Linked DNA regions of Mus musculus: regions 1, 2 and 4 are each linked to region 3. The links are chromatin contacts, called in public HiChIP or PLAC-seq, capture Hi-C and promoter capture Hi-C maps. All regions are on one chromosome and are shown on one strand. Each heading gives the region's core, a stretch centred on a gene start, on an enhancer-like site or on the middle of the called end of the contact. The rest is flanking DNA. Distances are from core to core; before and after follow the strand shown. Region 1 holds the start of Crcp (calcitonin gene-related peptide-receptor component protein). Region 2 has its middle 12 kb from the start of Rabgef1. Region 3 holds the start of Stx2 (syntaxin 2). Region 4 holds the start of Tmem248 (transmembrane protein 248).

Region 1 (6,335 bases), core at 1,078-3,577, 1.0 Mb before region 3:
AGCACACACCAAACAAGTGAGCAGTGCCTATTAATTGCCACACACCTGACTTAGGGACGGAGTGACGAACAGAATTGCTAAACTTTTCTAAGCTTAAAAGCAGCATGCCATCAATTCATGTTCTGAAAAGCTACCCTTTGATACCAGAAAACAGAAGGCATCGAAGTCAACGAACACTTCACCTAGAGCTCCCTCCCACCTCACAGCCAGCCAACAGGCACTCTCATCTGAAGCCTATTGCTGGCTTGTTATGTATCTGTTGCCTCTCCTTTCTAAGTGCTAGCTGTAAAAGGAAGAAGAGGTCCAGTTTCCCAACTCTGACTATATAGTAGACCATATATTAAAAGGCACAGGGAGCCGGGTGTGGTGGCGCACACCTTTAATCCCAGCGCTCGGGAGGCAGAGGCAGGCGGATTTCTGAGTTTGAGGCCAGCCTGGGCTACAGAGTGAGTTCCAGGACAGCCAGGGCTACACAGAGAAACCCTGTCCCAAAAAAAAAACAAAAACAAAAAAAAAAAGTGTGGAAAAATAAGCTGACAGGTAGCTTTGTTGTTAGTAGAGTGACTGTCTGCATGTTCAGGTCCCTTCCATCCCAAACACCACATGAGAGAGAGAGAGAGAGAGAGAGAGAGAGAGAGAGAGAATATGTGTGTATGTTCGTGTGTGTATGTGTATATGTGTGTGTGTGTGTGTGTGCGTGTATGTGCGTGTGTGTATGTGTATATGTGTGTGTGTGTGTATGTGTGTGTGTGTGTGTGTTAGTAATAAAGTACCTGCTTACCATCCCTAGGTTCTATCCCCAGCACCACACCACATCATCATCACAATAACAATGATAATAACGGTGTGGAAGGTGTCTGTCATTCAGTGGTACCTGCCAAGCATGTGTAAGACTGTGAGTACCATCCCCAACATCACAAAATGATGACCATAATGATGAGGAGAAGGAAGAAGAGTATATCCCAACAACAGCTGGGGGTACTGTTCAGAAATCTGCCTAGTTGCCAGGCGGTAGTGGCGCACACCTTTAGTCCCAGCACTCAGGAGGCAGAGGCAGATGGATATCTGAGTTCAAGGCCAGCCTGGTCTAAAAAGCGTGGTCCAGGACAGCCAGAGCTCTACCGAAAAACCTTGTCTGGAGGGAGTGGGGGGGAAACTTGGCCTGGTTTTCTGGTTGGTCTTAACTGTCAACTTGAAACAGCTTGGAATCATCAAAAGGAGACGAAGCTTCAATGACAAACTGCCTTTTATCAGGCTGGTCTATGGGCATGTCCATGAGGGATCGTCTTGATTATTAAATGATGCAGGAGGGTACAACCTGGCCAACTGGTGGTGGCACAGGCTTTTAATCCCAGCACTTGGGAGGCAGAGGCAGACGAATTTCTGAGTTTGAGGCCAACCTGGTTTACAAAGTGAGTTCCAGGACAGCCAGGGCTACACAGAGAAACCCTGTCTCAAAAAAACAAACAAACAAACAAACAAACAAAAATTAGAAAATGCCAGAGAGTAAACCAGCCATCAGAGTTCTTGAACTGTTTCTGAAGCTTCGGTTTCCTGCCTCGAGTTCCTGCCCTGACTTCCCTCAATGATGGACTGTGTCCTGGAAGTGTAAGATGTAATAAAAACCTTTCTATTCCTAAATTGCTTTGGTCATGGTGTTTGTCACAGCAACCGAAAGAAAACTAGCACACCCAGTACGATCACAACCCTGGGTACCTTCCTCAAATTTCCAAAATAACAATAGCGATAATGGCTGGCGATGCAGGTCGGTGGCAAAGCCTTTGCCCAGCAAAGTCCTGGGTACCATTTCCACCATCACAAAACGATGATGGTGATGATGCTGGCTGGGAATATGACTCAGTCAGTAGTAGAGTGTTTCCCTAGCGTATGCAAAGTCCACATCCCAAGATAGTAATGATAATGACTGGGACGTTATCTCTGGGTCGCACTACTTCCAGACCGCGTGCACGGTCTTGGGATCCATTCCCAGAACCAAAAGAAAGAAAAAAAGGAAACCTCTCTATCCTTTCAACATTCCCCTCCCCAAAAGATGTGGGAGGCGAGCGAGTTCCCAAGCAGCAGGGTCCCTCCCCTGCCGCCCCACTTCCAGGCACTTCCGGCCCGTGCACCCCGCCCACCCGTCCTGCTCGCGGGTCCCGAGGTCTAGCCGCCGGCCGCTTCGCGGTCCCCAGATGATCCTGGCTTCCCCTGGTCGTGTCGCTTACACTTCCATGTTGCCTCTGCCTCAGCGTACGCAACCGCCGTGAGAAGAGTCTCACGTTGCGCCGGCGCTGCTCTGCTCACCGGTTCCGTGTGTGTGCCGCAAGGCACGCTGGGACCGCCGGGGTGCATGCCGGGATCGCTGCGGGGCACGCCCGGTTCTTCCTTAATTCTAGGTGTCCCTATCCTGGTCTAATTTCAGACTGTCGAGCGTTTTCGTAGTGCAGGTTTTGTTAGGATTTGCCTTGGCCGCATTAAAATCCCTAAACCGGTCATACTGGCTCATACCTGTAAACCCAGCAGTAGAGAGGCTGAGGCAGGAGAAGTGTTAGGAGTTTCTGGCCAGCCTGAGCTACATAATGACTTTCAAGCCATGGGGGCTATTTGAGACTTTGTGTTTTTGTTTTTGTTAAAAACAAAAAACACATGCCGGCCAGTGGTGGCGCACGCCTTTAATCCCAGCACTTGGGAGGCAGAGGCAGGCGGATTTCTGAGTTCGAGGCCAGCCTGGTCTACAAAGTGAGTTCCAGGACAACCAGGGCTACATAGAGAAACCCTGTCTCAAAAAAACAGAAAACAAAACCAAAAAAAAAAAAAAAAAAAAAACCAAACAAAATGAAACAAAACAAAAAACATAAGCCAGGCAAGGTAGCACAAGCCTCTAATTCCAACAAGGGGGAAAGAAGGAGGCAGAGAAAAGAGAAACCCAGTCTCAACAGACAGAAATAGAACTGGGGGAATGGTTTAAGCACGTAGGAAGCTGAGGCAGGTGGAATGCCTTGAGTTTGAGGACAGCTTGGGCAACATGGTGAATTCTAGTCAACGTAGGCTATGTAGAGATCCCGTTTCCCATACAACCGTTAAAAATTGGGAGTTGGGGGGGAGAGACAGATTTTCATTAAGTAGCCTTTCAGACTCAGAGATCTGCCTGCCTCTGCCTCCCAGTGCTGAGATTGGTGTGAGTGTTAAAATGGTTTGCAGGGGATAATGTATTAGAAATAGAGGGTGTCTGGCTGGTATGGTGGCACATGCCTTTAATCCCAGCACTTTGGAGGCAGAGACAGACAGATTTCTGAGTTCTTAGTTCAAGGCAGCCTGGTCTACAGAGTGAGTTCCAGGACAGCCAGGGCTACACAGAGAAACCCTGTCTCAAAAAAACAAAAAGAAAAGAAAACTCTGTCTCATAAAAACCAACACATGTGTGTGTGTGTGTGTGTGTGTGTGTGTGTTCAACAGGTACATCCAAGAATGATGGTATTTGAAAATAAGAAAAAATTAAATTAAAAAATTATCAAGTAAATAAAATGTCATCATAACGTAAGACTGAATGGTGCCCTGTACCTGTCTTGAGGAGAATGGGTCCCACAATGGTGTTCATGGTGTTACTCGCTCAACAGTCTTACCGTGATTGCCCACTGGGTGCTGGTGATTCAGATGTGAATAATACACACTCTCCAAGCTAGCTGACAGCCCAGTTGGAGGACCAGTTCAGGGCATAAATAACACACTGTGTTTAGACTCCAGCACAGTCAGGGGAATGACTAACAAGGACAAAGAGGCGTCCCAAAGCCAAGAGTGTTTGAGGTGCATTGAAAGAGGATCGTTCAAAACCAAGGCTTCAGAGATAGACTCGTGGAAGACAGGCTAGTGCCTCGGAGAGCACCGCCATAAATTGGTTCAGAGATGAATGCAAGTAGGGGAGTTGGCTGGCACCCATGTTCAAATGGCATCCACCTAGACACCTGGGCAGTGAGCTCAACCTGGTTGATACATCAGTGAGTGTCCTGAACTATCTGGTTTTTGTTTGAGTTTGTTTGTTTTGAGTCAAGGTCTTAAGGAGCCCAGGCTGACCTCAGACTGGCTATGTAGACAAGGATTCCTTTGAACTCTCTGTCCTCCTGCCTCTCCCTCCCAAGCAGTGCTGGGGATGCTTGGGAAAGCACTTCCTTAGTGATCTGCATTGCCAGCCTTTCCTTGCCCTTTGTTTTCATCCAAAGGACTGGAAAGGCGGGTGATTGTCATGTGAGGCTCAGGGGCAACCCTGTTAGTGGGTTGTTCATTAATGTGATCCCTCGGGTGACTAGCCAGATCTTGGAGAGCTTTCCCGGGCAGATGGGCAGATATTGCATGTGAGATGCTAATCTTTACACTTCCTGCCTCTGTGTCTCCTACTCTCCCAGACTCTCCTTTCCTCACCTTGAGGAGCGTGGCGATTATCAGGGCCACCTTCTAGATATGCTCCATGAGAACTTAAAAAGGCTATCCATATAAAATATTTAACACAGTGCCTACAATATGTTAGAATTCAAGATATTGCCAGGTGTCTTGGCACACACATGTCACCTCCAGCCCTTGGAACCAGTCTCTCTTTGGTTTGTCTTGAAAAACCAAGAGAGAGAGAGAGAGAGAGAGCTCTAGTTAACTCTCCTAAATATTTTTCATTTGTTTCAGTTATTTGACACAGGATCTCATATAGCCTAGTCCCACCATGAACTCACCTATGCAAGTGAGGATAAACCTGAATAGATCTGAAACTCCTGACCCAGCTTCCACCCCCTGACAGCTGAGATCCCAGGCATGAACCACTATGCTAGCTTTAAGCAGGATTAAGATTCAAGCCCTGAGCTTCATGCATGCTAAGCAAGCACTCGACCAACTGTATCCCAAGGCTTCTCCTAAGGTTTCCTAAACTTTCTCTGCTCTTTGGATACAAACCAGAGCTTGAGGTTTCCTAGGCTGACGCTCACAGGGTGAGAGTGAACTAAGACTCCCTCTTGCTCTGAGAGGGCTCTACTCTGAGACATGCCACCAGCTTCTTTTGACAGGCACTCTAATGCCAAGCCAAACTCCAAATCCTCCCTGGGTGATTCTAGACGAGTGTCCAGTGCTGAGCCATGCCCTTCTCATTTCATAGATTCTAAGCGAGTGCTCTATTTCTGAGCCATTCCAGAACTCTTTTTTTTTTTTTTTTGGTTTTTCAAGACAGGGTTTCTCTGTGTAGCCCTGGCTGTCCTGGAACTCACTCTGTAGACCAGGCTGGCCTTGAACTAAGAACTCAGAAATCTGTCTGCCTCTGCCTCCCAAGTGCTGGGATTAAAGGCATGCGCCACCACGCCCAACCATACCAGAACTCTTAAGCACTTACTATAATCTAGGTCTATTTGGCATGATTTTGAAAACTTGTTTCTACACAAGGCATGGAAGTTTGATTAAAGTCCTGCATTGTGTGATACAGACATTCTAGCAACTACTGAGCATGCTCCTCGAATGTTCCCAGTCCCATCTTGGCTATCTCTAGCATCTCTGGTCTGTTGGTGATTAAAAACGTCCATAGTCCATAAGGGGCTGTAGGGATGGCTCCGGGGTTAAGAGGATGTGTTGCTCTTGCAGAGAATCCAGTTTCAGTTTCCAGCTTGCCGAATACAGAGGCTCACTGTCGTCTGTAACTCCAGTTCCATGGATGCCCACGTGCTCCTCTGACTGCCACTGGTATCAGGCACATACATAATGCACATACATACACGCATCCTCCATGATTGGAGGTCTATCATGACACACCTGGTCTCCACAGTGGCCGCTGCCCACTCTTCCAGCCATGTTCTTGTGCTGATTCAAGGTAAGCCCAGACCTCCTGCTTTGAGAATGAACGTGATAGACTGAAGGAAGCCCTGAGTTTTAACCCTCAATTGCCCGTTAGAATCCCTTTCTAGACTCTCTAAAGAATACCAACTGGACTACATCCCAACTTTGGGGGGGAGGTTTGTCCTTTTTTTTTGTACATTTATGTATGTAGTATGCATGCATGTGTATGTATCATGCATATGCATAGAGTGTAGAGGACAATTTGGTGAAGTCATTCTCTCTTTCCACTATGTGGGTCCTGGGATCAAAATCAGATTGTAAGATTTGACAATAAGCACCTTTACCCATTGAGGCACCTCACTGGATCCATCTTTTCTTTAGGTAGGCATTTATTTGGGGGTGGGGGAGGGGAGGTGTGCACCACTTGCCACAGAACATGTGTAGAGGTTGGAGAACAACCCTTTGGGGTCCATTCTTGCCTTTCCCCTTATTGAGGCAGGGCCTCTCTTATATTTGTCACTGCTCCAAGTTCC
Region 2 (6,322 bases), core at 1,314-3,813, 1.2 Mb before region 3:
TAAGGACAACATTTAATTGGGGCTGGCTTACAGCCATTATCCTCAAGGCAGGAGCATGGCAGCATCCAGGCAGACACGGTGCAGGAGAAGCTGAGAGTTCTACATCTTCATCTGAAGACTGCTAGCAGAACACAGACTTCTAGGAAGCCAGGGGGAAGGTCTTAAAGCCCATGCCCACAGTGACACACCTACTCCAACAAGGCCACACCCCCTAATAGTACCACTCCCTGAGCCAAGCATATACAAACCATCACACATACGTACACAGTACAGAACGGCAGAATGCACAGGTCTATCTGAGAGAGTGCAGGAAAGCTAATGAGAGGGTCTCCTGAGAGCCCCCACCATGCAGAGCTAACATCAGGTTCTCTTCTGACCACATGCTGTGGTGCACGTGTGCCACCCCAGTGAATAAAGTAGAAGCAAAATAGAACAGCAAGGGTATCAGGGTCTAGCTGGGTGCCAGAGACACATGCCTGCAACGCCAGCTACTTGGGAGGCTAGCTCAGGCTATGTAACAACCGGTTTCAAAAAAGAGTTTAAAAACTGGGGGGAGGCTGCTGCTGCTTGCCCACCGCTCACAAAGACTTATGCTCCATGTCTTGCACTATATAAACCAGGCATGGTGATTCATGTCTGCAGTCCAGGCGGGAAGATTAGGAACTAACGGGCATCCTTGACGACGCCGTGAGTTCAAGTCCTGCCTGGGACACATGAGACCCTGTCTGAAAATAAACCAGTGGTGAGGTATGGTATTTCACAACTGTAATCCTGGCACTCGGAAGAATGAGGCAGGAGGACTGCCATGAGTTCCAGGCCAGTCAAGGAACAGTGTGACCCTGTCTCAACAGGAACAAGCAAAAGATATTATAGTGACACTTCTCATCCCAGCACGTGGGAAGTGGTCAGGGACATCAGGAGTTCAAAGTTTACCCTGGGCCACCATACAGCAAGTTTTCGGCCAGGTTAGGGTATAAGAGACCAGCTTTTAAAAAAAACCAAAAAACCAAAAAACTTGGGAGCTGAAGAGATGACTCAGCGGTTAAGAGCACTGACTGCTCCTCTGGAGGTCCTGAGTTCAATTCCCAGCAACCACACAGTGGCTCACCATCATCTGTAATGGGATCTGATGTCCTTTTCTGGTGTGTCTGAAGACAACTACAGTGTACTCATATAAATTAAATAAGTCTTCAAAAAAAAAAAAACCCTCAAATTCAAAATCAAATTCCAGGCTATAACAATTAGGAGATTTCTCTAAGTCATGCACTGTTGGAGGAGGAATTATAACATGGAGGGCAGAAAACACTAAAAAATTTCCACAGGATCTGATTCCAGTTCCCACTCTAGTTTCCACTGCCAATCAAGAAGTGTTTCTAGAAGGTTCCAAGTATTTCACACAGCAGCTCTGTTTTCCCCTGGTACACAAAGGCCCTGGTTCTGTTTGGTGTCAGGTGGAAAAAGGTTATTTACAATGATATGCCTTGGGTCTTAAACGTCCCCTTTAAATGGCTGTTAGAGGCATGGTCCTTATCTGGGTAAGGTGGTCTGCAGCCATAATCCTGGTTTCTCTGAAGGCAAGAAAAGTGTGCAATCCTAACTTTCTTTTTTTTTTTTTTTTTTTTTTTTTTTTGGCTTTTCGAGACAGGGTTTCTCTGTATAGCCCTGGCTGTCCTGGAGCTCACTTTGTAGACCAGGCTGGTCTCGAACTCAGAAATCAGCCTGCCTCTGCCTCCCGAGTGCTGGGATTAAAGGCGTGAGCCACCACGCCCGGCTCAATTCTGACTTTCAAAACCAGCTAGGCAGCACGAGCCATGTCTGGGGGACAAGAGACGAGACCCTGTCTTCATCCAGCTTGACACTGCCAAATGGTGACAGAGACTTGAGGAGGAGGGGCCTATCAGGAGGAGGTTTTAGATCAGTGGTTCTCAACCTTCCTAATGCTGTGACCCTTTGATGCAAAGTTCCTCATACTGTGGTGACCATCAACCACATTATTTTGTTGCTACTTTGTAATTAATTTTGCTACTGTCATGAATCCTAAGAAAAATATTTGGTTTTTTTCTGATGGTCTTAGGTGACCTGTGAAAAGGTTGTTCAACTCCCCCACCCCCCACCCCAATGGGGTCATGACCCACAGGTGAGAACCTGTTTTAGAGCGTTGGTGTAGCCTACTGAATGCCTTTGCTCCATCTCAGGATCAAAATCAAACTGTTCTCTAAGATGATTATCTCAGGTAGTTTAAAAACTGTTTCATTCATTCATTCATTCAAGTGTGGGTACAGGATCTCTGTCTGTATTTTTTTTTTTTTTTTTTGGTTTTTCAAGACAGGGTTTTTCTGTGCAGCCCTGGCTGTCCTGGCACTCACTCTGTAGACCAGGCTGGCCTCAAACTCAGAAATCTGCCTGCCTCTGCCTCCCAAGTGCTGGGATTAAAGGTGTGCACCACCATGCCTGGCGATCTCTAGCTGTTTTACAAAGCAATTTGGTAGAAGTCCTTGCAGTTCAGTGGTTAAGCTGCCCGTTCATGCTGTTCTTTTGTGTTGGGGAGTGTGAGAATTTTGAAAGAGGAAGTACAACTCTGGCTACTGGACCTTGTAGGCAACCCCAGTGTATGAATTCTATAGTAACATTGTTAGTTTTCAGTTGTTAGTTTAGAATCAGGTGTTCCCCTAAGAAAGAAATGAAGTTCACAGCTAATAAGAACGCTCCAGAGGCGACCAGAGAAGCAGCAGTGTGTATCTCGACCTGCTTAGGGTAACTACTCCCTTCCCCAGCACCCTCCTCACACGTGGTAACAGGCTTGTGTGTTGGGCTGGAGAGATGACTCAGTGGGTAAGAGCAGACTGCTCTTTCGAAGGTCCTGACTTCAAATCCCAGCAAGCACTTAATGGCTCACAACCACCCGTAATGAGATCTGACACCCTCTTGTGGTGCACCAGAAGTCAGCTACAGTGTATTTATGTATAATAATAAATGAATAATAAATAAATAAATAGGCCAGAGTGAGCAGAGCCGACTGGAGCGAGCAGAGGTCTGTACAGCTACAGTGTGCTCATTTAGCAGGCAGAGGCAGGAGGATTATTACAAGTCTGGGGCTAGCTTGGGCTACACAGTAAGATCCTGTCTCAAAAAAAAAAAAAAAAAATCAGGGGCTGGTGAGATGGCTCAGCGGTTAAGAGAGCTGACTGCTCTTCCAAAGGTCCTGAGTTCAAATCCCAGCAACCACATGGTGGCTCACAACCATCCGTAATGAGATCTGACACTCCCTCTTCTGGAGTGTCTGAAGACAGCTACAGTGTACTTACATAAACTAATAAATAAATAAATAAATAAATAAATAAATAAATATTTTTTTAAAAATCAAGCAAAAACACAGAGAAGGGAAATCAGAAGAAGGAAAAGGAAGGAGGTGAAGAGAGAGAGAGAAAGCTGAAGGGACAGGAAGGGAAAAACCAAAGGATAAACAGTTAGATATTAAGGGATTGTGCTGTAAACATGCCAACCCCAAAACAAACTGGTGGGGAAATCCAGTTTTTGGGAGGTGGTGGCGCCCGACTTTGATCCCAGCACTCAAGAGGCAGAGGGAGGTGGATCTCTGAGTTCAATGCCAGCTGGTCTACAGAGTGAATTCCCAGACAACCAAGGCTTCGCAGAGAAACACTTGCCTCAAAAAAAGAAAGAAAGAGAGAGAGAGAGAGAGAGAGAAAGAGAGAGAAAGAGAGAGAGAGAGAGAGAGAGAGAGGAAGGAAGGAAAGAAAGAGAAAGAAAAGAGAGAAAGAGAGAAAGAGAGAGAGAAAGAAAGAGAGAAAGAGACACCTTCCTAAAGTCAAAGGAACACACAGGAGAGTAGAAATCTCCAGTCTGAGTGACAAGCTCAACCCTTGTAAGCCTATCCCTGGGCCAGGCCACATCCTGGACACACCCCCTAACATGTCAAAATGTCCAGTGTGTATGTGCAGTTAGCTCCAGAGGGCTGTGGTTCCACTAGCTCAGGCTTTCCCAGGCCTCAGGCCCGGCCAGCCATTCACCACTCGCTAGGAAGGTCACCCTCCCACTCCAGGATATGGTTTGGTTTAAGAGTGCTTACTTGACATATTATGCAGGGTCGTCGGTTCAATCCCAGCACTAAAAGGAGAAATGGGGGTGGGGGTAAGCCAAGCATGTAATCCCGTACATCCCTTACTCTCAGCAGTAAGGGCAGGACCATAAGTTCAAGGACAACCACAGCTCCACAGTGAGAGTGTCTAAGAAAAGGGAGGGTGTCTTAGGGTTTTACTGCTGTGATCAGACACCATGACCAAGGCAAGTCTTTTTGTGTTTGTGTTTGTTTTGTTTTGTTTTGTTTTGTTTTGTTTTGTCTTGTTTCATGACAGGGTTTCTCTGTGTAGCCCTGGCTGTCCTGGAACTCACTCTGTAGACCAGGCTGGCCTCAAACTCAGAAATGTGCCTGCCTCTGCCTCTCAAGTGCTGGGATTAAAGGCAAGTGCCACCACTGCCTGGCAAACAAGGCAAGTCTTATAAGGACAATATTTAAATAGAACTGACTTAAAGATTCAGAGGTTCAGTCCAGTATCATCAAGGTGGGAACAGGGCAGTGTCCAGGCAGGCATGGTACAGGAGGAGCTGAGAGTTCTACATCTTCATCTGAAGGCTGCTAGCAGAATACTGGCTTCCAGGCAGCTAGGAAGAGGGTCTCATAGCCCACATCCACTGTGACACACCTACTCCAACAGGGTCATACCTTCTAATAGTGCCAGTCCCTGGGCTGAGCATATGCAAACCATCACAGAGGGGGGCTGGAAAAAAGATCCCTCCATGGTTAGAAGCATAGGATGGTCTTCCAGAAAAGCCAGGTTTGCTATTGAGCACACACAAGGCAACTCAAGACCATCTGTAACTTCAGTCTCAGATACTTTGTACCTGGCTGGTACACACATGGTACAGACAGAACGCTCATACACATAGAAATCTTGAAAAGAAGAAAACATCCAAGCATACTGCATGTACTTCCAATCCCAGTACTTGGGAGGCAGAGGCTGGTAGGCCTCTGAGTCTAGCCTGGTCTACAGAGTGACCTAAGATATTTGTCTCCGGCCATTCTGTTTTCCTCTACAATGGTCCCTTTGGTCACTGTCCACTGTCACCCTTGAATGGGCCTCAAATTATTCTGGAGTGAACCACATTTTCTACGCTAAAAAGTTAAAAAGGCAAACATTGCTGGTTTGGTATCCCAAGCTAGCCTCAAAACTCTTGGAATCAACAATCCCCCGACCTTAGCTTCCTAAGTAGCTAGGACCATGGATGCTTACCTAAAGACGCTGTCCTGCCATTTCCTAGAGTCTGTGTGCTTCAAGTCTTCTAGGCAGGGTAACTATTGATCTGTACAAGGGGGAGCGAAGGCAATCACTGCTCCAACCTGATCCTGGGCTCTGCTGTTTGGGTTGACCTGGGAGACTACATTTCTTTTCTTTTTTTTTTTTTTTAAAGACTTATTTATTTATTATATGTAAGTACACTGTAGCTGTCTTCAGACACTCCAGAAGAGGGCGTCAGATCTTGTTACAGATGGTTGTGAGCCACCATGTGGTTGCTGGGATTTGAACTCCAGACCTTCGGAAGAGCAGTCGGGTGCTCTTACCCACTGAGCCATCTCACCAGCCCGGAGACTACATTTCTAGACGGTCATTTCCTATGGGTAACGTGTTAGCATCAGTGGGTCAGGGAAAGCACTCAGCAAGGGTGAGCACAACTTTTTGTGAAGAGTCAGACTAATCAGAGACTTAAGGGAATCGACTAGCCCATTCAGGAAGGTTCTTAACCTTTCTAAAGCTGCAACCCTTTAATACAAACACAGTTCCTCATATTGGGGTGATTCCCCAGCCATAACATTACTTTTGTTGCTACTTCATAACTGTAATTATGTAATTCTAGTTAGGATTTATAACATTAACTATCTGAGCAGTCTAAGGGGGCCGCGCCCCACAGATTGAGAACCCCTGCAGTAGTAGCTTTTTGCAAACTGGGAACCTCAGAGCTCACCTGTGTAGTCAGTCCTGGAAAGTGACTCTAAGACTGTCCAGATGAGCTTAGCCAGGGCGGTGGCCACACTCCACTGTGTGGGTGGCAGGGTGGTGGTAAATTGTACCCATTTCTGTAGGGGCCTTGGTCATCACTACTGAGGCTCATGCATGCTTAGAACCACTCTTTCTCCCTTACTCAGAAAGTGGTGAGTAGGTCAGAAGGATTTCTGTTAGAGACCCCCCCAGGGCACTTTCAACGAATGGGAGGGGACACTCCATAAGGGCCTTCTCAGGGCCACTGA
Region 3 (6,835 bases), core at 4,158-6,657:
TTTTGAGTGGCTGTTACCTCCAAACTGGCCCTCTCTGCAGTCATGCAAGTATTAAACACTTGCTAACAGAGAGAACACTCTTTAGTGGAGCTGCCTGCAAATTGGGCAGGGAGCTCAAGGGATGGTTGTCTCAAAGTAAGCAAGCAAACAAAACCAGACCAGAAATGAACTAGATATGTAAGTAAACACAGGCCGCTATCTTCGCACAGGATGGTTTCGCATCTGTGGGTTTAGCCAACTGCATGTTGAAAGTATGAGGGGACATTGCATCCTTATTGAATGTGTACAGGGCTTCTCTTATTTCCATTTCCTAAACAGTACAGTTACTATGTAACTATTTCCATACGCTGTACCTTGTGAGAGCTATAATAAGTAACCTAAGGATTTAAAGAACTTGGGATCTGCACGGGTTATATGCAAATGTGACATTGTTTTTATTATATAAAAGCTCTAACCATCTTCAGATCTAAGTACCTATAGGATTGCAAGTGGCTCCTAGACCAAGTCCCTATGGATAAAAATTGATAGCTGTCTTAAGGATGATGGCTGCTAAATTGGAAAGGAGGAAAGACCTGGCTGGGCAGGGGGTGACTCCAAACTATCTCTGAGATAGCAAGGGAGGAACAGGACCCAGAAGGTGATGGGGGCCAGGGTGCCAAGCAGACTTAGGAAGGAAGAGATTCCAGGAAGAGGGAGTAGTGTATGAAGGCCACTGTGCAACTGAGCTGAGGAGCTAGGGAGAATCAGAGGTGGCTGAAAGAGGCTAACGGGCACAAGCTTTTTGCTTCTTTGCTTGCTTCTGGTGGTAATGCTGGGGATTAAACTCAGGACCTCATTCGAGCCAATCTGGCTTTCTGTGTCTACAGATGAGCACAGTGTGTATTGCTTATTCCCATATTGACCCCTTCCACAAGAGTGACTGGATCAAGAGGTAGGGCCTTGGAGAAGTGATGAGGTCCCAGGTAGAGCCTCACAAATAGGGAAATGGGACCACATCCTTATCAAAGTGTTCCTTGTGGGTGGGGCTATAGGTCAGTTGGTAGAGTGCTTGTCTAGCATGCAGGAAACCCAGGTTCCAATCCCAGCACCAGATCGGAAGTTCAAGGTCATCTTCGACTCCATAGGGAGTTTGAGGCCGGTTTGGGTCAGAGACTGTCTCATAAAAGAGAAGAAAAAGGTGTCCTCAGAAAGCCTGGTGTAGTGATAATCCCGACACTTTCAGGGCAGAAGCTGGAGAATTGGGGCTAGCCTCAGCTACACAGTGAGTCCCTAGCCTTCCTGAGAGTGTCTCAACAACACAAGAGTCCCTGGGGCACTCTCTTGCCCTTCCCACCACACCAGGACCCAGGAGTGGGAAGCGGCTTTCCCAGACCCCAGCTGTGGAGCACCTTGATCTCAGCCTTGTCATTGGAATGTGAGGGATGCCAGTCATACTGAGCTGGTTTCCCAGGTTAGGAGTGATGGCAGTTCCTCAGCCTAGAGGGACTTTTAAGAGCAGTGTGCTATCCGCCCACACTCTTGCAGTTTCTGGGTATTTTGACTCTGTGTTCCATGTCACTTTAGAAGAATCTGGTCTTAAGAAAGGAGAGGTAACCAGAAGAAAATCTAAAACTGTTCTAGGACTTCTTAAAGGTTGAGGTGGGCCTGGGATGCTCATAGGTAGAGATGTAAGTGTGTGTGTGTATCTGTGTGTGTGTGTGTGTGTGTGTGTGTGTGTTTGTGTATGAATCTATAGCATCCTATTATATGTTCTTTCTAGCATATGCTCAAGTGTGTATTTATCTCAAACATTTGCTTTTTTAGTTTCAAGATGTGTGACACATTTTCAATGCCTGATTTTGAAAGTGGATTCTTAATAAGCTGTGTCAACAGCCACTATGCGCAGCATAACTGTGCTATTTATATGATAATTACAAGGTGTCATTGGCTTAACAAAATACCACAAACTGGGACCCTTAATAGGACAGAAATGGATCCCCTACCCCGCCCTGGTATTAATCCGAAGGCCTCACAGTTGCTAGGCAAACGCTCCTACTGAGCTGCATCCTCCAGCCATCCATCTTGTTACACTTCGCTTGGAGACAAATATCTCATTAAATTTCCCAGAATATCCTTGTATTCACTCTGCAGCCCAGGTTGGACTGGAACCTGGGTTCCTCCTGCCTGTCTTCTGAGAACCTGGGGTGACATGCCTGCACCACCAAGCCCTGCCAGAGATGTTTCTGAAAGTCTGAAACCCAGGAGTGGGCAGGCCATGCTATCTTTGAAGGCTCCTGGGGATATGTCCCCAGCTGCCCCCCTGGGCTTTTGAGTTTCTGGTATTCGTGGCCACCCCTTGGTTTGTAGCCACCTGGCTGCAGTGACACAGTCACCACATCCTGCTGTATTATCTGTCTACATGTCTGTCTCTCACTCTCCTCCTCTAGGAACACTATTGCTGAAGTAGAGCCCTGAGTCACGACTTCATCTCACATTAAGCTGAACTGCAAATGGTCCTTTCTTCTCAAAGGTCCCATTCATAGTGAGAGGGGGTTACAATCCAACATCTCTGTCTGCGGATGTAACACAACCCTTACAAGACGGAGTTCCCACACTCCTATCCAAGCCTGTAAACCCAGAAGGATCACACATTCAAGGCCAGTGTGGGCTACAGAGAAAATTCAAGGCCAGCCTGAGCAACTGATGAGACCCTGTCTAAGAACTGAAAACTATAGAGAGAGCTGGGGGTACAGCTCAGTGGTGAAGTGTTCACCCAGCATGAATAAGGGCCAGCACTAGGGGAAAAAAAAAACCCAATAGTTTACAATATGCGTGGGTAGCATGTCTCAGATGTGAAGCCCAACTTTAAGATCACTTAGTAGTAGGGGCTGGAGAGATGGCTCAGCGGTTAAGAGCACTGACTAATCTTCCAAAGGCCCTAAGTTCAATTCCCAACAACCACATGGTGGCCCACAACCATCTGTAATGGGATCTGATGCTCTCTTCTTACCATAAGACAGCTATGATGTATTCATATATGTAAATAATATAAATAAATATATTTTTTAAAAAAAGATCACTTTGTAGTTGTTTCATTCTCTTGGTCCCCACAGTGTCTCCATGCTACCTGGATTTTTTTTTTTTTAGCATGTTTTCCCATTGAAACAATACAGAACTAGATTGTTGTTGTTGTTGTTGAAACAGGGTCTCACACTATGTAGTCTGTGTTGGCTCAATTTTGTATCATTCCTGCTTCAGCCTCCAGATCCTGTAACTACAGGTAGGAGCCACACTCAGAATAGAAATGTAACCTTCAACCTGCTTTTGTTCCCAGACATAGTATGACATGTCTGAGATCCCAGCATTTAGAAGGCTAATGCAGGAGGGTCAGAAGTTCATGTCATCCTCAGCTACATGGGGGTGGGGGGGGGGGGAGGTTTGAGGCCAGCCTGGAGACTTTGTCTCAAAGAAACAAAGCAAAACAAGACTGCCCTCACGACCTAAAGCCTTCTATCTTTAGAGTTTAAATGTTTTTTATAAATTATATACATGCTTGGCCGGGAGATGGTGGCACACACCTTTAATCCCAGCACTCAGGAGAGGTAGAAAGGTGGATCTCTGTGAGTTCAAGACCAGCCTGGTCTACAGCTCTAGTTCCAGGACAGCCAGGAATACACAAAGACAACCCTGTCTGGAAAAAGACAAATCCAAAACCAAAATAAAAGACGACAATAAAAACAAAACAGAAAACAAACAAACAAACAAAAAGTTCTCTTCTCCCTCCATCTTTCCTTCCCTCCTTCCTTCCTTTTTTCTTCTCAGATCTGCCTTGCTGCCTGAAGCATTAGTCCTAGACCGTGTCCAACTCGGTTCATATTTGGGGAACACCAACATAAGGATAGGCTCCCGTGCAAATTTGTGACACAGTACTGGTAAGTGTGCCCCATCTTGCAGAGACTTAGCTCACACGCTAAGAATGAAAGCCACCGGCCGGTGAGATGGCTCGGCAGTTAGAAGTATTTCCCACCAAGCCTGGCCTGAGTTCTGTCTCAGGAACCTACATAGTTGAAAAGAACCAAATCCTGAAAGTTGTTCTCTCATCTCTACATGTGTGCTACCCATAAGTAAATGTGTGTGTGTGTGTGTGTGCGTGTGTGTGTGTGAGAGAGAGAGAGAGAGAGAGAGAGAGAGAGAGAGAGGAAGTTGGATAGGGTAACTTTCCCTCACAGTTGGAGCCTGTCATGGTAGGAGAGTTATGTCAGCGGGTTGAGGTATCTGGTCACATGGCATCCACAGTCAGGAAGCAGAAAGTGATGGATGCTGGCACTCAGCTCACTGCCTCCTCTTTTTGAATCAGGACCCCAGAACGTGGGATGGTGCTGCCCACAGTTAAGAAGAGTTTCCCCTTGTCAATTTCCCTAATCTAGACAATCCCTCCTAAAGGAGCCCAGAGGCTTCTCTCTTTGGTGACAATCAAATTTTACCATCACTGGGGTATTGGCTCTCTAGGAGGGGCACACCTCTGGTCTTCCCCACTCTCTACCCTATGCACACCTCTGTGCTGGTGTTAGGTGTTAATCGGTCTCCTTTCCTGGGTTGTTATTTGACTGTGAAATGTCTTTGCAGACTCCTGTGTTGGAATACTTGTTTCTCAGCTGGTGGCAGGCTTTTGGGAGGTTGTGGGACTTTTAGGAAGGGTGGTCTCACTGTAGAAAGTGAGTGGCTGACAATCTACCCTCGAGGGCTCTAGCCTGGACCACACCTGTCATGTCTGCCTTGGCCTCCTGTCCCTCCAAAATGTGAAGGGTTAAGGTTAATGTCCCCTCTTCCCCCCCTCCCCCAACATTGGCGGCCATCTGCAGCCATAACTTTTCTGACACAATGAACTTTAGCCCCTGAGACCATGAGCCAATATAAATCCTTCCTCCCTTACTTAGCTTTTGATGGGTAGACTGCCACAGTGACCAGAAAAGCAACCGCTTTGCCTGATTCTCCCACCAGAACTGCATCCAGGGTGGGACCTGCAGGTTTTCTTTGAGGACCCAGGTGTGGAGCTCTCAGGGTTAGGTGATCAATCGGTGAGCCTACCTTATTCTAATTCCTTTGCTGTCAGTGTGTGCTGTAATGGTGAATTTAGAATTTTGCTTTTTCCGCTGTTGGGCTTTAAATCTAGGGCATGGTGGGCAAAGGCTAACCACTGACCTATAGCCCCAGCTCTCGAAAGTTTTAAGTAAACAAAACGAGCGAAAGTGCAGAAACCAGCAAGGATGGACAGTGTGTTAACTAGTCAAGCCACGCAGCGAGAGGACTTTAGGCCAGGCCCCGCCCCTAGATGGAACCACACCCACTTCCCCACCCCTCGCGACGACCCGCCCAGGTGCCTTGGGTCCCGCGGGAGGGGGTGGGGCAGGCGCAAGCGCAGAGAGCGCGGGCGCGGTTGCCGTGGCAGCGCCTGCCCGAGGGAGGGCGGCGGCGCGGGGCCAGGACCCCGGCAGGCAGAGGCGGCGACGCGGCCACCGGAGAGTGTGCGGCGGGGCAGCTGAGCGGCGGGTGCCCCGCCCTGCTGGCCGGTGGGGATGCGGGACCGGCTGCCCGACCTCACGGCGGTGAGCAGAAAGCCGCATAGCGGTCTGAGCCGGCGGGCGAGCTGTTGTGGGTCGGGCAAAAACCCCAGGAAGAACCTGGGGAGTTGGGGTGGAGAGACGCAAGGAGGGGAGTCCAGAAGCAAGACCTTAGGAGGAGTCTGAGTAGGGGGACGGAGGGGAGTCCAGGAGGGGAACCTGGGGAGGGAGCTCCGAGGAGGAACGCCCCTGGAGGCAACTGGGCAGCGTCTCTAGGAGGGAATCTAATAAGAGGGTTCTAGGAGCCCCGGGGCCTCCAGAGGCTTCGGTGTCTCCAGGGATGGCAGGGCGTAGTCTTCAGGAAGGATCCAGGCAGCCTCCTAGCAGGGTCCCAGGGAGCTTTCGGTTCTTCAAGAGTCACAAGATGCACAAGAGGAACCCAATCGGTGTTTCTGAGCAGAGTCTCAGGGAAAGGGCTCTGGGGTCCTTGGCGTCTTCAGGGGTGTTAGGGTGGGGCTTCAGGAGCATTCTTGGGAGGTCTCCAGGAGACCCTGGTCAGGGCTGCATGCAAGTCGATTCTTGCGACAAGGCTCCTGGTCTTCCTTGGGTTCCAAGGGTCACAGTTTGTTGGGACTCCAGGAATGGGCTGTGGGAGAGGTTCGGGGCCGGTGCTGGGAGCATCTTACAGGGCACTTCTGGGCACAGATGCTGGTAGGTGTCTGAGGTGAGTCCTCTCCGCCTGCCCTGGCACTACTCCTGTGTACCGATGTTTGGGTCGGAGTCCTCTTGGCCACCTGACAGGGTTGATTTCAGTGGGTGAGAGTGTGGCTCAGGGTTTTAGGCAAGGAGCAAGGGCTGCGCTTGGGCTGATGTTGGACTGCCTGCCTGTTTTTTTTTTTTTTTTTTTTTTTTTGCAAGGCTCTTATCACAGCCTCTCCAACTGCCTGCCCCACCCTGGATGATACCCTTTCTAACTGCTTTATTTCATGGCCTGATACAGAATGCTGTGCTGAGTCTCTCACAGACACCCCACACAAACCTGGAGCTCAGGGGCTAGGTACCTGCTTCGGTCAGCACTACCCACTGGGGGCCAGAACTGTATTTACGTTTTAACACAGGCTTTTAGTCACTAGTGAGCATTTTGAGAAGAGAAAAGCTGAGCTTTTTAACGGGGAGTGTGTATACAGTATATCTGCATTTGCAGCGGTCAGTTATTGTACCCAGTTTTGGGGTAGATGTGACATTCAGAACATATATACAGTGCAGGCCCAGTCATGGCGTTTGGCCCTACCCTT
Region 4 (6,645 bases), core at 1,654-4,153, 1.2 Mb before region 3:
CCACTCATAATGAGACCTGACACCCTCTTGTAGTGCATCTGAAGTCAGCTACAGTGTACTCATGTATAATAATAAATCTGTTAAAATAAATAAAAATTAAAAAGGGTTGTTGAGATCACTCAGGGGTAAAGGTGTTTGACTTGCAACCCTAGTGGCCTATAAATATGCTCCCTGGGACCCATAAGCAGATGGAGGAAAGAGCTGACTTCAAATACGTGTCCTTTGACCTCCATATGCATACCATGGTATGCACATACACATATACAAACTAAATACCATGACCAAAAATTCAGAGAAAAGAAAATTAAAGATGTCAGTAACAATATAAGAAACTCGCCAGGGCTATACAGAGAAACCCTGTCTCGAAAAACCAAAAAAAAAAAAAAACCAACCAATATAAGAAACTCTTTCAGGGCTGGAGAGATGGCTCAGGGGTTAAGAGCACTGACTGCTCTTCCAGAGGTCCTGAGTTCAATTCCTAGCAGCCACATGGTGGCCCACAACCATCTGTAAGGGGATCCGATGCCCTCTTCTGGGGTGTCTGAAGACAGCAACAGGACAGTGTACTAAGACACATAAAATAAATAAATTTAAAACAAACAAACAACACTCTCTTTCACAAGAGTTAATTGTGGATTGTGGCAGAACCAGATTATACGAGGCTAAGGAGAAAATAACTACTTAACATATGCCATGTAGTGGACACCCTAACAACTGCTTAGCACACCCTGGTAGGTATTTTAATCTCTCCGACACTGTTAGGTGGGTATCAGTCTCCGTGTCAGCATACAGCTTAGGTAATGTACAATGATACAAGCAGACATGTAAGTGGCAGAGGACTCTCATTTAACTCACTGTGCTATCACACAACACCAGGCCCAGCAAGAGGGCTTCCCACCAATCAATTCCACATGCCTCGAACACACCAACTACATCATCGGAGACACCGTCTTCAATAAACACTTTAGCTGTCTAACTAAAGTTCTGTGGGGATAGAAAGAAGGCTCAGTTAATCTTCCAGGGCACCTGGGTTGGGCTGGTGGCAGCTCCAGTGGCAGCTCACAAGGATCTGGGATCACAGGCGTGTGCCACTAGGTCTGGCCCATAATTAGAATTCTACAGACTTCCCATACTGACAAAAACCATCCTGTAGGTCCACCACCCTTGCACTGTGCTCTGTATCCCCGACCACTCCACCCCACCCCCAAATCAGGCCCAGTTTTCTCTAATGCTCGTGTGTAAAGAGGAGAGCACTAGATGAGAGAGGGAAGAAGGGTCAAAAGGAAACACGAAGCTTTAAAACCATGGGCTCCTGAGAATGTTCAGACAAGGCAACGACAGAAGCCTGGGAAAATACGAGTTCCAGAACTGTGACATGGCTTCAGGTTATTTCCATTATGTTAAACTCACAGCTCTGGATTCTCTGCATCAGAACTAAAGCTGTGTGTCTTACAGTATGTGGAAATCCTCCCGTGATTTGTTGTATTATACAACTATGGGACAGGTAAGAAATCACCCCCCTGTCCCAGTATTGACTAGCCTTGCCACCAGGCTACCACTACTCTGTGAACAGGGCCTGGTACCACACAGCTAACAACACCCCAATATGAGGCTGAGGCAGGAGGATCACAACTTCAAGCTACACAGAGAGTTGGAGGCCAGCCTGAACTACACAGTGGACCTGTCTTTAAAAAAAAAAAAAAATTATGTTTTAGCCGGGCTTAACCGGCATGGCAGTGCACACCTGCCAACGGCAGCACTAGGGAGTCTAAGAGAATCAAGGTCAGCCTCGACTGAGTCGTGGGTTTGGACTATCTAAGGCTGCAGGAGACCCCAGACTCCAGGATTCAGATTAAAACCAAAACAATACCGTTATTACACTGTGAAACCTTGGCAGTGTGGCCCACGCCTATATCTCTGAACTACGGAGTCTGAATCGGGAAGATCGGTGTTGAAGGTGGGTCTTGTCTACATAGGGAAATCCTAGCCAGTTAAGGCTGCATTAAACCCTCTTTTGGATACATTTTTGACAACCCAAAGTCAAGTCACAAATCTAAAACTGAACACACACACACACTCACACTCACTCTCTCACTCTCACTCTCTCTCTCTCTCTCTCTCTCTCTCTCTCTCTGTCACACACACACACACACACACACACACACACACACACACACACACACAGAGAAGTTGGAAAGATGGCTACGGGGTTAAGAATACCTGCTATTCCTGAGGACCAGAGTTAAGTTCTCAGCAACCCCATCATCAGGCAGCTACCAATGGAGTGTAACTCTGGGTCTAAGGACACAACGCCCTCTTCTGGAGTCGGTGGGTATTTGCGCTCACGTGCGCAGACAAGATAATACAAACACATCATGTAAATAATTTTCCAAAACAATCATTTTTTTTTCTAAAACTTGCAAAGGATGCTAGTAGGTCCACGCAGCCTTATTCAGCCGACCTATACAAGCCTTGACTGAGGGAGCAGGACTCCGCAGGCCTCGGGAGGATGGAACAGGACCGGGTCAGCTAATAGAGGAGTGAACGGAGCTGGGGTGGCTGGGAGAGCCTGCGCACCGATCCGCCCAGCACGCCGTGGGCCCCGGGTTCAGGGTCCCCGGTCCCGGCCCATGCGCCCGCGATTACGACCCCGTCTCCTACTCACCGCCCCGCAGACTGGCGGCTCGAGCCCGCGGACGCCCGCGGCCTGGCCCTGTTCACTCGCGGCGGCGCGCGGCGGGCCCCGGGCTGCCCCGCACCATCCTCTCCGCCGCTCCGGAGACAGCGAGCGGCTCCTCGGGGCCGAAGCGACGACCCGAAGCCAGGCCAGAGCGCGCCAACGGGACGCCGGCTCCGCGCGCTGCGAACGCCGGGCTTTCCGGGTGAAGGCAGAAAACCACGTCACCACTAACGCCGCCGTGACCTCTGACCCCGCCCGCGCGCGACGGCGGCGCGGAAGGGACAGAATTGCTCCGGGGCGAGCGGCGGGTGGGGTCGGGGTTAGGAGGAGAAGCAGACTGTCTTCGTTTTGCAAATGGGAAAAGCATACACGGAGCTGCCTGAAATTTATCACTCGCATTCGCGAACTGCCGTGAGCTTGCTCGGTTCCGTCCCGAAGTGCTTCTGCAGGTCTTGGTGTGTATGGCGTGAGATAGTAAAGAGGACACGATTTTCGTTTATTTTTGTTGGAATTTTTTGTTTTGACACAGGGGTCTCGTGGATGGCAAGAGCTGGCTTCCTGTTCTCTCTGGAGCCCAATGAGGAGCCAACTACCTTAGTCATGGTGTTTGAGCACACTAATACCACCCTCCTCTCTGTAGACGGGACTCTAGGATCCACTGGATGGGAATCTGTCGCGTTTCTGGACAACAGGACAATTCATTTCAAGCCATGTCTCAGTCCCCAAGGACCTAGCTGACCTTAGAAGCAGCAAAATATTATCCTTTTTAAATTCCTCTAACCACATTAATACTGACCTTTGTACATGATTATTGAAAACCCAGGAGATCAGTTACACTTATCCATTTGTCTGGTCTTGACTTTTTTTGTTGTTCTTTAAAGACACGGTTGCTGGGCAGTGGGAAGGTTGTCCTTTGATCCCAGCATTCAAGAGTCAGAGGCAGATAGATCTTTGCATTTGAGGCCAGCCTGGTCTGCAGAATGAGTTCCAGGAAGCTGGGGCTAAACAAAGCCTGTCTTGAAAAAAAAAAAAAAAACCAAACCAACCAACAAACAAAAGAGATAAGGTCTTTCAATCCATCCCTGGCTGACTTAAAACTCACTATGTGACCCAAGCTGGTCTCAAACTCAAAGATCCATAAGTGCTGGGATTAAAGGTGTGCCATGAGACATGAGAACATTTGTGAGAATTTTCTCCTTAGGTAAAGACTATGCGATGTTTATCCCCTTTTCCTAAGGTCTCGGTGACAAACCAAAGTTCCCCCTGGAATGCCAGTAAATGTATCTGGCTTACTTACAGAGCATAGGCAAGAGGTTACTGCCAGCAGGGTGAGTGACCTCAAAGCAACTACACTGGAAAGTCCTCACCCAGAATGGATGATGGCTTCCCATAGAATGTGTAAGTGGAACTCTGATGCTTGTCTCCTCCAGAACCTCAAAGCCAAATAGTTCCAGGGAAATCGTATAGAAGACATCTGCATGTGTATGTCTGTGTGTGCACAGCATGTGTGTGCTCTCATTCCAGACAATGAGCTACCACTGCTATGCTTTTGGTTTTGAATAAGTGCAAGGAGCAGGTAGAAAGGCAGAAATACACAGTAAAACGTGATCAAATCGATGTCTATGACATCAAGCAGAACTCAGATAAGGAAGGCCTTAAACCTAGGAGGCTGGAGAAGCTGCTGAGAGGTTTTTTTAGACAGAGTGTCTTCTGTACTCTTTACAAGGGCTGACTGACAACAGTTCTTGTTATTTTTATTTAGTGCTTATAATCTAGCAAATATTGAAGTGGACTGAATGAAAATGGACCCCATCGGCCCATATGCTTGAATGCTTGGTCCCTAGTTAGAGGAACTGTTTGGGAAGGATTTAGGAGGTGTGGCCTTGTTGAAGGAGCTGTGTCACTGGGAGTGATTTTGAGGTTTCAAAAGTCCCTGCCAGGCCCACTATCTTCTCGTCTCTCCCTACTTGCTGCCTATAGATCAAGAGGTAAATCTCTCAGCTACTGCCTCAGCACCCTGCCTGTCTGCTTCCCTCCATGGTGATCATGAACTGACCCTCTGAAACTGTAAGCAAGCCCCCAATTAAAGACCTTCTTTTATAAGAGATTTCCTGGTCCTGGTGTCTCTCCACAGCAACAGAACAGTAACTAAGATAAATATAGACCACAGAAAAATGGCTTAAAAGAGAGAGGAAAAAAAAATCAGAATGGGATGACATCATCTTGTTCATTTTTGGTAGCCTGTTTATGTCACTGTCACTAACTCCCAGGTTGCAAGGAAATCTGGAGACGGGGTAAATAACAAGCTTGGAATAAAAGGAGTCTTAAGAGGGAGGCAGAATATTCTATCTCAAAGAAAAACAGGCTTAGAGACGGTGGAGCCAAAGGAGCAGACGTCAGGACCCAGCCAAGCCAAGCATGGTGGCTCGTGGGAGAATCCCTGGGGATTCAGAGTAAGTCCAATGCTGAGCTGTTATTAGAGGCAACTGCATACAAAGACACTGTGTGGTCATCAAACCCTGACGGAAATCGACTTATGAGAAAATGGGATGTTTAATTGATTATTATCAGGGAAAACAAAGATGAGGAAGTACAGGAAGAAAAAAAAAATCGCATGGGAACAGAAAAGCCATCTTACCTACAAGGTCGTCTGTTGTAAAGATCACTTCTGGCTGTCCTTAGAGGGTCAGAGTGCCCTTAGACATGAGTCTCCTTCGCAGAAGAGGCTATATAACATATAAACAGAAAAGCCTTAAGGCATAGCATGGTGCATCTTCCTTGAGCTGGAAAGCCTGCTGTACAGGCTACTTCCTTCTGTCCTGTGCCAGGAGTCAGGGTGCTCTGAAGATACAGAACGTGTCTCTTCCTCAGACAAGGCTGTTGGCAAAACCTAAGGGAGGGAGGGACTTCTTGCACGTGATAGCCAACCCCAGTCCAATTCCCACTTAGTGGGGGGGTTCTTCACACTCTTGAACTCAAATGCTCTGTCTGCTGCACCCTGGTAACCTCTCTGGGTGGTGTCCTGGGTTAGGTCCTTTTCATGAACAGGCAGGTTGGTACAGTCACCCAATCAGAGCTGGCTGAAAGCTGTGGGAGGTGACCATGGACACCTGTGGAACTATGGATCCAGACCTTGCATTCACTTCAGGCCGGAAGCACGTTTCACCCTTATCCAATCTCCAGCATAACCCAAGCGCGACCATGCACTTATTTTTTTTTTTTTTAACAGTCCGGTCATCCCCGTCCCAGTCTGCCCTCTGATAGTTCTTCCTCCCCCATCTCCAAAAGAATGTCCCCACCCCGAGCCCCACCCCATCATGCATTTTTTACCTTCATCTGTGTGTACAATTTCCTTGGATACCCTGATACTTTTTGCTTTGCATGCCTTTAATCCCAGCACTCTAGGGACCAAGGCAGGCAGAGATCTCTGTGAGTTCAAGGCTAGCCTGGTCTCACTATGGAGTGAGCTTCAGGACAGCCACAGCCTCAAAAACACAAAACAAAACCAACCAGCCAAAAAGCAAGATGGTGTATGGAATACTGGCCTTCAGCGAGCTAACTACCTTTGATAGGGATAAAATAAAACCCTCACAATTCCAATATACATTTTTTTACTTTAAACCTGGTCAGCATATACAGACTTTCCAAGTTTTATAAACAGAATTTGCTATTATGGTAAGCGACTGGGACTGTTTTAAGAGAGTGAGCTTAATCAATCTCTGGAAAAGGGCCCTAAGACAAAGAAATCATACCTCCATACCTCTCTTTAGCATGGCTTAAGGTAAGCCTGACTTCTGCGGGGTGGCCCCTTGGCCAGGTAATTGACCAGGCCCATCTGGAATGTTAGGTCCACCCAGGCTGGAGATTATGTTCTCTAGACCAGAAGTTTTGTCTTAACAAGCCTCACCTACTATTGTAATGTTGTTTCCTCCTCGGAAGAGCTAACCTGTTATGACTGTCCTCAG

What was found. HiChIP or PLAC-seq counts read pairs in DNA pulled down with a chosen protein or histone mark. Capture Hi-C pulls out chosen DNA fragments and counts their contacts.
Region 1: a promoter capture Hi-C map of liver shows a contact between it and region 3, with 4 times the contacts expected there. The contact joins the promoter of Crcp here to the promoter of Stx2 in region 3. A contact is called at or near these places in 3 of 39 promoter capture datasets (hippocampal neurons, liver and pre-B cells), 4 of 484 Hi-C or Micro-C datasets (B cells, the Ba/F3 cell line, CD4 T cells and 1 more), 2 of 115 datasets of contacts at active chromatin or transcription factors (embryonic stem cells and thymic regulatory T cells) and 3 of 9 other capture datasets (adipose tissue, liver and pancreatic islet).
Region 2: a contact with region 3 is called in an H3K27ac HiChIP or PLAC-seq map of acute myeloid leukemia, with 6 times the contacts expected there. The contact joins the enhancer-like site here to the promoter of Stx2 in region 3. A contact is called at or near these places in 1 of 15 datasets of contacts at CTCF or cohesin (large pre-B cells), 5 of 484 Hi-C or Micro-C datasets (CD4 T cells, CD8 T cells, erythroblasts and 2 more), 3 of 115 datasets of contacts at active chromatin or transcription factors (acute myeloid leukemia, kidney and large pre-B cells) and 1 of 9 other capture datasets (liver).
Region 4: a capture Hi-C map of macrophages shows a contact between it and region 3, with 4 times the contacts expected there. The contact joins the promoter of Tmem248 here to the promoter of Stx2 in region 3. A contact is called at or near these places in 1 of 39 promoter capture datasets (embryonic stem cells), 1 of 484 Hi-C or Micro-C datasets (CD4 T cells), 1 of 115 datasets of contacts at active chromatin or transcription factors (pro-B cells) and 2 of 9 other capture datasets (liver and macrophages).

What each region holds. Positions count from the first base shown.
Region 1 is chr5:130,025,298-130,031,632 of GRCm38.p6, reverse strand. It overlaps Crcp (calcitonin gene-related peptide-receptor component protein), which reads right to left and starts at 2,327. Exons shown (of 6, transcript NM_007761.2): 1 at 2,226-2,327. The coding sequence starts at 2,233. Gm40334 (a long non-coding RNA gene) reads left to right here and starts at 3,525. Exons shown (of 3, transcript XR_868562.1): 1 at 3,525-3,995; 2 at 5,611-5,836.
Region 2 is chr5:130,156,357-130,162,678 of GRCm38.p6, reverse strand. No RefSeq gene overlaps it. Among named protein-coding and RNA genes, the nearest start is that of Rabgef1, 12 kb to the left of the region's middle. Within about 2 kb of position 2,563, at least 25 of the 459 cell types and tissues checked have an H3K27ac peak or open chromatin away from gene starts, as enhancers often do. A contact at or near this core is called in acute myeloid leukemia, where this site is marked.
Region 3 is chr5:129,007,144-129,013,978 of GRCm38.p6, reverse strand. It overlaps Stx2 (syntaxin 2), which reads left to right and starts at 5,407. Exons shown (of 11, transcript NM_007941.3): 1 at 5,407-5,585. The coding sequence starts at 5,556.
Region 4 is chr5:130,218,593-130,225,237 of GRCm38.p6, reverse strand. Tmem248 (transmembrane protein 248) reads right to left here and starts at 2,903. Exons shown (of 7, transcript NM_027854.1): 1 at 2,666-2,903. It overlaps Gm6598 (a long non-coding RNA gene), which reads left to right and starts at 1,372. Exons shown (of 2, transcript XR_377119.4): 1 at 1,372-1,504; 2 at 3,210-3,520.